2 separate regions of the Mus musculus genome follow, and region 1 is linked to region 2. A link is a contact called in public Hi-C data. All regions are on one chromosome and are shown on one strand. The core of a region is the stretch at or near the end of the contact, and the rest is flanking DNA. Distances in the headings are between cores, read along the strand shown.

The links. Hi-C and Micro-C count contacts between places; a contact is called where the count stands out from the background.
Region 1: a Hi-C map of cortical neurons shows a contact between it and region 2, with 2.8 times the contacts expected there. The contact joins two enhancer-like sites. A contact is called at or near these places in 8 of 484 Hi-C or Micro-C datasets (the N1E-115 cell line, Th1 cells, cortical neurons and 4 more).

Annotation. Positions count from the first base shown.
Region 1 is chr1:151,943,003-151,948,314 of GRCm38.p6, forward strand. All of the region lies in intron 3 of 1700025G04Rik (RIKEN cDNA 1700025G04 gene), which reads right to left. Among named protein-coding and RNA genes, the nearest start is that of 1700025G04Rik, 140 kb to the right of the region's middle. Within about 2 kb of position 2,444, at least 53 of the 459 cell types and tissues checked have an H3K27ac peak or open chromatin away from gene starts, as enhancers often do. A contact at or near this core is called in cortical neurons, where this site is marked.
Region 2 is chr1:151,821,983-151,827,287 of GRCm38.p6, forward strand. It overlaps Edem3 (ER degradation enhancer, mannosidase alpha-like 3), which reads left to right. Exons shown (of 20, transcript NM_001039644.2): 20 at 1-346. Among named protein-coding and RNA genes, the nearest start is that of Edem3, 69 kb to the left of the region's middle. Within about 2 kb of position 3,364, at least 12 of the 459 cell types and tissues checked have an H3K27ac peak or open chromatin away from gene starts, as enhancers often do. A contact at or near this core is called in cortical neurons, where this site is marked.

The DNA of each region.
Region 1 (5,312 bases), core at 1,194-3,693, 120 kb after region 2:
TGCATATCTTGACTCTGGAGCCTGTTATAAAAGTTGGGTATTTAAAAACCAAAGTCCTAGGAATGATTACTCTAAGAAACAAAAGAGATGCACAGTTTGCCGAGGCCAAGTTCTGAAAGCCTTGTGGGTACAATTAATGGTTGTGACTCACACAGACAGGGGCCACAGGAATCGCTGGGTTACTTACTGATGCACACCGGTGACTTTTATACACTTGGAGCAGACTTAGTGAAGCCTTCTCATGGGTGAGTGTGAGGATGGAGGAGCTGAGAGGGAGCTGGTGGGAGCCATAGCTGCGGCCACTCTAACAGCTGCTAATGAATTAATGCGAAAGGAGTTAAGGAGAAAAGAGGAAATGGAGCAGAGGAACCCTGCCCTTGGAAGGCTGGCTGTGGACACGGGAACAGCTGCCCCCTTTCCTCTTATCATCGCAAGGCCGAGCAGATAAAGCAGGGTGCGCATGAGGCTTTGTAAGCAGATGCCTGCCTGCATTAATATTAAACAAAGGGCTCATCTCAAGGAAGCCTGAGGACAGCTGCATTCTCGTGAGGTCCCTTCAGGTCCCCACATCTGAACAGGTGTGTCCAATCAGTCATCTGATCTAGAAAGCAAGGTCCTACCTAGCCTGAGGTAGTGAGGCCAGGCTACTTCAAGTTAAAGCAAAAAATTAAAACATACCCAAAAAAACACCAAAATAATCTGAATACTTTTAAAATCGAAATGAAGTCATGAAGGGAACAGTTGGAACTGGGTTTCTCAGACCAACCCAACACTTTAAGAACAATAATGATTAATTCACGCTCCCCTCATTGATATTCATGAGTCAGGAGGGTTCACTGTGTACACTGTGGTTTCCAATCTGAGGGTGAGGGCAGAGGAGGAGAGGGCAGCTGATGCACAGGCAAACAAATCAGAGATAATTCCCAAGTCTGCGAACCCCAGCCAGTGGGGAGAAGCTACATATTGTTTAGAGCGAGATAAAAACCCAAAAAAGAGGGGGGGAGCCATTTCGGGAATAGAGTGGGAGGGGAAATGACATAAAGGTTAGTAAGTCTTGTGATGCCCAGGGCTGCTTTTATCACAGAGTGATTCAGTTGGACAAAAAATAGAAATAGATTCTTCAAGCTAAGACAGCCTTCCATTCATCTTTTCCTTTCTAAAATTATAACGACCTTCTGTAACAATGAGGCTCAGGCAGTTAAGAAGCGAGTGTGGCATACGTTCTTCCCCTAGCCTGATGGCACAGGGCCCACATGCTGTAGGGATCACCTTCCCACTACCTATAAACCCAAGCCCGGTTTTCTTTGTGTATTTTCCTCCAAAACCTTGAACTATTCCAAAATAAAATGTAGCGCAGCTTTAAGGATTTCTGGCTGAAATCATTCCATGGCCATACAAACCTGAGAAAACGATGGCCAACCATGCCAGGGGCCCTGTCCTGAAGCAGAGCCTTCTTCCCGAGTGTGTCTATAAACAGGAGGGGCTGTCCCTGGGATCTCTCCTGCCCAGACCCAGAAATTAGCCTTCTGGAACAAAGGTTCCTTTGCCACAGAGACTCTGGGCTCTCCTGGTTGCTGAAGCAGGAGAGAGCTGCTTGATATAGTGTTAACCTATCAGGAGCATGCAGTTGTGAGCAGGCCTGGGGGGCACTGTTCTCAAGTGGGAGCCTCCACTGGATCACTGCTACTGACTCCCCTACCCCACCCCACTTCAGGTAGCATTTACTTCTGCAGTGTATTTGGCCAACACTCCAAAGTGAGAGGTGATACCATGAACACTATAAAAATGTGTGTGTGTGCGTGTGCGTGTGTGTGTGTGTGTGTGTGTGTGTGTGTGTGTGTGTGTGTTTGGGATATGGAGGGCAAGAGCCCTGGGGAAGAGAAGAGGCAATTACTGATTAGGATAATACTTCTTACAGATCTAGAAGAGTACACAAGGGAACAAAGCCAAAGGGGACAGCAAAGCTTTATCTGTTCTTAGCAGGAGTCCACCCCGGTCTACAGAGTTCACCCCGGGGGTGCGCTGTATCCAGCCAGCATGGAAGGCCAGAGCGCTGCTCTACACAGTGCTGATTTGCATGGGGCTCCAGTTGCTCAGCTGCAAGACGAAAATTATTTTTCCTGCCAGAGGCAGTTCAGCTAACACAGAATGCCTCCGTGTTGGAAGGAAGCTTTTCTTACTCAGACTTCTGAGTTGGGTCAAGCCTCCCGCAACAACCCACGGCACCCACTTTTCTCAATGTTACCCTCTGAATTGAGGGTAAAACAAGAAAGTGAGATTTTACTAAAAAAAAAAAAAAAAAAAAAAAAAAAGAACTAATTTAGGAGCCTTGGAGGGCTGAGCAGGAAGCTAGCAGGTGCGTTTGCACATGCTTGTGTGTGTACAGGCTTATTTATGTGCACGCACACGTGTGCACACTGGCCTGCCAATGCCAGCTCTCAACCCAAAGAAGAATAGAGCTAGTTTATTTTGGAAGCAAATCTGAGTGACCATGGCCTGGGAACAAGGACTTAGGTTATCCCAGGTTCCACTGCTCCAACATGGAAGTTGTTATGGTAACAGAACAAAGGAAGCTTGCAGTGAGAATTTTGGTTTCTTTAAAAACCCACTTGTATTATGTGAGTATGTTTTTGTTTTAATCTCAGGTGTGGGATATGGGGCTTCATCAGTTTGTCCACAGCCACTAACTACGGTTGTCTTGTGCTCTAGGAGGGGAATAGTCTTTGCCAGCTGCAGGTAGTTTAATTCTGGGGACTCTGGAGAGTGTAAAAATGACAGAGCCCCACCCCCTCACTCCACCCTGGCTGCTCCTGGTTGCTGTTGCTGTGGTAGAGGTCCTGACAAGGAAGACTGAGCTTGCCCCAAGGAACCCAATGCCCCTAATCAGCAGGAAGTAGCCTATTTTGTTTGCTGAAAGAGGTCTATACCCCTTTTACCTCTAACCCTTTCTCGCCTACCTAGTGTTGGGGGTTGGAAGGGGTGAGGCGGAATAAAGGTTGGAAGCAGAGGTAGAGGTAGAAGAACCCAAAAAAGCAGGTGAAAAAGTGTACCAACAAAGGCTATGAATCAAGGCATTTCTAAAAAGCTGTCGAGGGTGCCGACACACACCTTTCATCCCAGTACTTGGGAGAAAGAGGCAGGAGCAGTTCTGAGTTCAAGGCCAACTTAAGTCTACATAGCAAGTTCCAGGACAGCCAGGACTACATAGAGAGACCCTGTCTCAAAAATAATTAAGAAATAAAATGAAATAAAAGTAAATCCACTGGTAGGAACATTGAGCGGTGGCTTGTCAGCAGGAGAAATCTCAGCCATAGAGCTCAGACGCTATCCAGCAGTACTCAGCCCCGTGGCTGGTGGGAGAACGGGGTTTTGTTAAGTTAATACATTACAAGGGTTTTATCTGTTTACCAGGACACTAACTCTGACAAGATGTCGACAAGGAACGGCTCTTGAGAGAGCTAAAGATGGTCCAAGGTAAACTGTAATCGTAATTGTAACGGTCCAGTATCTCTACCGACACTGAAGTTTTACCCAGCTGTTGGAGACAGAGCTTTTATTTCAGGAATTCTCCTTCAGGCCGTAACTGTGATGAGGCCACGAGCTCATTCCTGCATCACACCACGTTCTACAGAAGCACAGGCTCTAGTGAGCATTCTTCCATGCACAGGCAGTGGAGACGGACACCCACCTCCCTGGGCATGGACCCCAAGGGGCTGGCTGCCTTAGTGTGGACATGAGCAGCCTCTGGCACAGCCTCTAGCTACCTGGGTAAAGGAAGCCTAGCCGCAGATCCACAGAAGGGGAGAGCAGGGTTGGGGAGGGGCCAAGGGAACGGAGGGTCATCTGAGTGACACTTATCTTTGGTACACACACCAGGTAGGTCGATGCTCTTTTGACAACCAAAGTAGTATTTTCACTGTAGTAAAGAAACAATCTATTATTACATTCACTACATGCTGTTAAAATTAAGAATTTACCTGTACAAGTTTTGCCTCTCTGCAAAGTAGGCATGCCAAAGTTAGACATCTACGAATGGTGTTCAGTGGCGGATGCATCTCAATCCCTGGACAGTCTACTCCAGTCTACTCATTAGTCACTGAGGTAAAGCTGGCCAGTCCCAGTCTCCCCACTATCAACCTCCTGCAAATGGTTCAATCTCCATGGCGGTCTCCTTGACTGCCATCTAAGGGTCGAAGGCCAACTGAACAGGGTTTCCTCTTTGACTTGCAATATCTTTATCCAGAAAGCTTGTATTTATTCATATTCTAAGCAGATAAATGTGAAGATCTGACTCACTCTTTGCTAAAATCAACAGTATGACTAAAAAAAAAAAAAAAAAAAAAAACCAAACAAGCCAATCTCACAAAAGTGCTGCCAACATCCTAAGCAAAACCATCACTTTGTTTTATTCATCTGTGTCTCTCATCCCTCTGCTGAGGTGGACTTTCTCCTCTCCTTCCACACATCCTATTTTCTCCTGCAACCTGTTCATCATCTCCTCTGCCCACTTAAAGGCCACACTCAGAGAGATATATCAGGACAGTCAAGACCTTCTTCTTCCTTTGAGGTAGCATTTTTGTGTAACACTTGTGTAGTGTGGTTTACTTTGTGTGCCTGGCCCTTTAAAGGACCAGATGCCTTTCAGTGGTGGTTGCCTCTTGGAATTCTGGGAACAGAAGAGGATATAAAGAAGCCAGCAGAGGCTGAGAGAGATCGAGTGGGATTTAGTAGGATTGGAGTAGAGTCCAGACGACAGAGGAATGGGATTGGAGAAGGACTGCATTTGGGTCAGAGAAGACAGTTGGTGCAGGAGGAAGGAAGCTTGAGGGGGGTCAGAGAAGAGAGAGACTGACCAGCGTGAAAACAGGCGGTTGAAAGTGACTCTGGTTAGCAGAGTGAGCTGAGAGGACAGTTGGTGACAGCTGAGCCAGGAGAAGCTGAGCTGAGCTAGAGAAGGTATCCTTAGGAAACAGGAGAAGGACCCACCACAAATCCCATACAAAGTAAACTTGGGAATCAAAAACAGGAAGAAGGCTGATTGAGCTCCTGGGGAAACAAACAACCCCCTACACACCGTCAGTCACAAGTTATTTTTCTCAGCCTTTTAAGTGTTTGTATGTTATCCAACCTATGATATTTGAAATTCACACATAATAACCATCACCCACTCCTGATTTGCCCAGAACCCTTTTCTGGCCAATGTACTCCTGCCCAGAGGAGGCAGTGGGCTTACCCTCCCTCCAAGCAGCAGATTTCAGCAGCTAGCCAGAGGCAGAACCCAGTTACGCAACTGAGCTTCATTAAGGAAGCCA
Region 2 (5,305 bases), core at 2,114-4,613:
ATCCTTGTATATAATTGTGTATTTGATTATATTACTGATTGTAAATTTAATAAAACATGTAAATATTCTGGTCTAGTTTTAAATTTCAAATTTTTAGAATCATTGTACAAATATCTAGAATTTGGTGTCTCTGTTTTCCTTTTGTCTCTCTTTACCCCAGGGCAATGAATTTGCAGGTGTTTTGTGGTATAGAAACCCATGCAAGCATCAGTTCTAAAACTCAAATAGTACCTCGTACAAACTACAGTTTAAAAAAAGTAATAATTCTCTGTCATTGTTGGTAACATTTGTGTCTGAATTTACTTATACTTAATAAAATTACTTGCCCTCTTTTAATATTATCATCAAAAGTAGGTTCATTAGTCCTTTTCTATTCCTGTGTTGAAAGCCATGACCAAAAGCAGCTTTGGGTTTATGGTCCCCAAGGGTCAGAGCCCATCATCATCATGGCAGGGAGTGGCAGCCATCAGACGAGGTGGCACAAGATCGGAGAGCACACATCTAGAACCAGAAGCAGGAAACAGCAAACTGTAGTGGCAGAAGCAAGGCCATGCCTCTAAACCTCCCCAAATAGTGTCACCAACTGGGAATCAAATATTTACATGCCAGAGCCTATGGTGGTGGGAGGGTAGGGGTGGCACACCTCATTAAAAGCAGTGCACTAGCCTTGGCCCTTTGCTCTTCATTCCCAAGAAGCCATTGTGTTTCAGTGGCTCTGAACTCTGCTATCCCAAGGACTCTGAGCAGATAACATTAAAGACCATGTGATCATTATCAATTTTAAGGCTTGAACAAGTTCCAGGCATCTTAGTCAAAGTACCAAATTAAGTGACTGGGCAGTGGACGGGAGCTCTGGTTTAATTCCAGAGGTAAACCTGAGCTCCTTCCAGTGAGTCACCCTCTTCCTCAGCCCTGCTTCACCCCCAGTTTCTGCTAACCTTCACTCAGCCACACTCCCTCCCTGCTTTGCATGTCTCCCATCTGAGACTGAAGAATATGAGTGATAGTGTCTGTTCTGGGGTTGTCTGGGCAATTAGTCCAGCCTCACTATGCCCCACCCTTCCAGGACAATGAAAGTATCACTGTTAGACTGTGAGGCGAGCAAAAGGAAACTTCAGAGGCCCATCTACTTAGAGGCTGAGTTCTTTAAAGGTTAATGGAGAAGAGTACCTACCTACCTGCTATTAAAGCATGGGTACTTACTTATTAGAACTAACTTGTTAGCCATGAGCTTGTGTTGGGCTAATTAAATACTGTCTGCTCTCTTCAAAGGGAATGCCATTGATGGACCTCTGGAAGACTCTTGATCTATAAAAGAATGCTAGCCCAGGTTAAGGTTCTTTTAGAAATCCTGTGGTGCTCTTTAGGGCCACATACCACTAACTTTGTCTTAACAGCAGCAGGTGATGTCAGGGTTTATAATAGCATGTGACTTCTCAGAGTCAAAGCTTCCTCACATGGTTGATCAAAGAACCAATGAATAAATAGACCAGCATTAGAGAACCTTCAGTCTGGAGGCTAGCTGCTTCCACGGCCGTCATTCTGACATCTCCAGCAGCCTTCCTCCACTTTGCCCACTCTCTTTCCAGCTTCTGCTGTAGACTAGTCAAAGCTTCCCGCTACAAATGGGTCCAGACAGCTGCTGCAACTGGAAATTCTAGGTCATGCAGCCACTCTCCTGCCCTACCGTAGAACTATTAAACTGAATCAATTCTAGCCTGTCTTCTTGTTAGCAGCCACAGGGACAGACAGTTTTCAAATCCCTCTTAACCCGTTTGCTTGTTCTCTCTCTCTCTCTCTCTCTCTCTGTGTGTGTGTGTGTGTGTGTGTGTGTCTCTCTCTTCTTTTCTTCCTCTTTTTTTTTCGAGACAGGGTTTCTCTGAATAGCCCTAGCTGTCCTGGAACTCACTCTGTAGACCAGGCTGGCCTCGAACTCAGAAATCCGCCTGCCTCTGCCTCTCAAGTGCTGGGATTAAAGGCATGCGCCGCCACTGCCAGCTTAACTCGCTTTCAAAAGGACCGTTTGCCTAGAAATCTGGGGAAAGGTTTTCCGAGTCTGGGGCAGGTCTAGGAGGGCAAAAGTCCAGGCTACTCCACACACCCACACCTTGGTGGCCAGAATAGCCTTGAGGGAGGAAGGGATTTCAACAGAGGGAGGATTTCAACTGTGGGAGCTTCTGGGCGGGGCGGGGTGGGTGTGGTGTGGTGGGGCTCCTCTGTGCCCCACTCTAATGCGTGACTGCCCCTTCCTACTGCCTGGCCGACCTAGTGTGCCATTTGATTCTTCCAACCTCAAGTCACTGTGATTCCCCGAGATCATGATGTCACGAGCTAGATTTGCCTGTGACTTCCCATTCAGCATCTGTGACAAGCTGAGCACCTTGGTCACTCTTCCAGCCGTCCTGGAGAGAACATTACAGACCTTCCATTACTGATGTCTTTGCTTTTTGAGCATGCCTTTAAACATGCCCAGTAGTGTACATCCTAATCTAGCCGAGCATCCACCCAGAAGTGCTTTTTCCAGATGACTATGCCTAGCCTTTGTGAAATAAATTCCCTGTCTGTCCTTTGTCCTTGGAGACTTGCTGTTTGGGGTGCTGCAGACTTCATTCTCATGCCTTCAGGCAATAGAGATCCACTCTTGTATGTCTTGGCTGTGACTTTTTGGCTTTCACTGATCAAGACACACTTTCCTCGTGTTATTTTACGGCATAACCAAAGCCATTTCTTTATTGAAGTGATGTGAACTCAGTCTGTCACCTTTGTTCACCGACTTGGAGAGCACCAGGACCACCACATGTCCCAGAATCAGCGTCACTCCTGGGCTGCCTTCCCATGTCACCCAATACACAAACATGCTTCCTTCTGTCGAACTCAACGGGCAAAGCCTTAGATATTAAGTCCCACCTGCACACTGATTGTACACATATCCATGAATAGCTTTGGGAGCTGGATGAAATTAAGTCCCACTGCTGACCAGCCTCACTTAAAATCCTGGCTGAACATCTCGGGTGAGACTTAGCACTGTCTCGGATTCTAGCCACATTTCTCTGATCGATGTTTGCAACTTGGCATGAGCTTCATCCTTTCTTTCCAAATCTCCCACACTCATCATCAAGCAAAACAGATGCAAATGAGGATACAGTATTCACCGGCCTAGAACTATTCGAGCTTGTTAACATAGACTTCTCCCTGAAGGAATCCAAGGACTCTTTCTACCGTCATACTAGAGAACTGGAGCCTCAAGTGAACCAGATGTACTGACAAATGGGAAAACAAATCAGACTATTAGACTCCATTTGAGCCTGAGAGTGAAGGAACTCTGGCCCACTGCCTAAAATCCCTTTCTGCACGCACCAAGAGCATCGGCCTCCATCCCTGAGTCATGGGAACAGAGATGTTGGATGATGAGTTACAGTGCGACACCGAGCTCATCCAATGAAACCAGGAAGCTCTTTGTCTTATTTTCCTTGTTTTTCTGCTGCTGGTGAAAGTGCAAGCGGCCCCGAAGAGAGGGAGAGACAGAAATGGAGAAAGAGTTTTTGTAGGTAACAACACACAACCAAGTCTGTTTGTTTCTTTTTTAACTCCATCATCTGCTCCAAGAACCTAAAAAAAAAGATAACTAACAAGAAACCTACACAGTTTCTTCCAAATACTCAGGTCAATGTTTGTAACAGCAGGATATGTCAAGGCAGAACGATGGGGACAATGCACATTCGGAGTATGGACTGTCTAAGGGGAATGTTTTCCAGTGCTGAGTAGTGCAACTATTAATGTTGCCTTTATTAATGTTGCCCTTGCTGTTCTCCAGACGCCGAGCTAGGCTCTAGGGATCCTAGAGTGACACTCAAGGCCATTTCAGATCTGTTTTTATAGAGACTTTACTGTCAAATCCAGAAGGCACCGAGCAAGAAATACCAAAGCCATGAGGCTTTTGAAAACAGACAATCTAGATACTATGGGGGTCTATGACACAGGATTCAGCCCTGTGGGGAAGCTGTGTTGTGGCAAATGCTAAGGTTTCTGAGATGCCTTTATCTCCAAAGATTAGGACGGTGGGTCTTTCTAAAGGAAAGGCTAAAAGGTTTTGATATATAATAAGGATTTTGAATTTTGTTCTAAGGGTAATGAGAAAACATTGAAGGGTTTTAAATAAATCAGTGGCTTGCTGAAATATGGCTAAATAATGAGAAATCTAGAATTACCTCTCATATATGAATGTAGCTGTAGGGTTATGGGTGCCACGTCTGCTCCGCCACAGGGCTCGGCTACTTGGGGAGGCAGGATGCAGGGAGTTTGGCCACGCTTAGCCCATGCTGTCACCAGCCAGGAAGTGCAATCTGAGGTGTGGGACCGCTGGACCTGGCTTGGGGCTCCCCAGGCCTGTGACCGAGGCCTGAGCCATCTGGTTCTCAGCCTCTTGGACACCCAGGCACTGCTGGGAGCCGTGGAAGAGCTGAGGATGGAGTAGGGTCCCAACGACTGCATCTAGCCCAGGCTGGAGGGAAAGGGGGAGCGCCCGCTAGTCCCTCTGGGAGAGACTTGGTTGGACAGACAGCAGGCTTGAACTTGGGCTTGGTGGTGGTCGTGGCTGGGAGCGCAGAGAGGCCTTTTACTGGAGATTAGATGGTGGCTCTATAGGCGAAAGCCTTCTCCATGGCTCTCCACAGCAGATCCCAATGAAAAGAGGCAGTCCATGGCTTTAAGGCATTTAATGTCATGGCAGAAAGTGGATGAGTAAAACCGTCCCCCCACTTCTCAGGGCGGGCCTGAGGTTAAATACCTTTTGCAGAGAGGAGTGTCTGGGAAGGAGAGCTTATTGGCTAAACCTCCAGGCCTTTAGGTAGCTCATTAAAATAGAGATCTGTCTTGAGCCTAAGTGGCCACAGGTCACATCCTCTACATGTGGAGGGGCTTAGGGTGTTGCCCTCATGTGACTGATAGTCACAAATCTATGGGGGCTGTGGCTAGTGATGGGCCTGGTGCCCCGGAACAGGTGAAGCACCTACCTTCCCTTCAGGGTTCCAGGGTTTCAAGCCTCAGTTCAACTGGGAACGAGGCTACTTTTCACAGTCCCACATGTAGCTCAGATAATTAAACACACACACACTCACACACTCACACACACATGCACATATAGGTATAGTCATGACCTTGACTCATAATCAAGAGACATTGAGTACCTCCTGTGTGTTAGGACATCCAAAACTGGAGAGTGTAGCAGTGAACAGAAAGGCAGAAAAGAAGGTACAATCAATCAATCAATCAATCAATCAATCAATAAAGCAAGCAGTTTATGGGA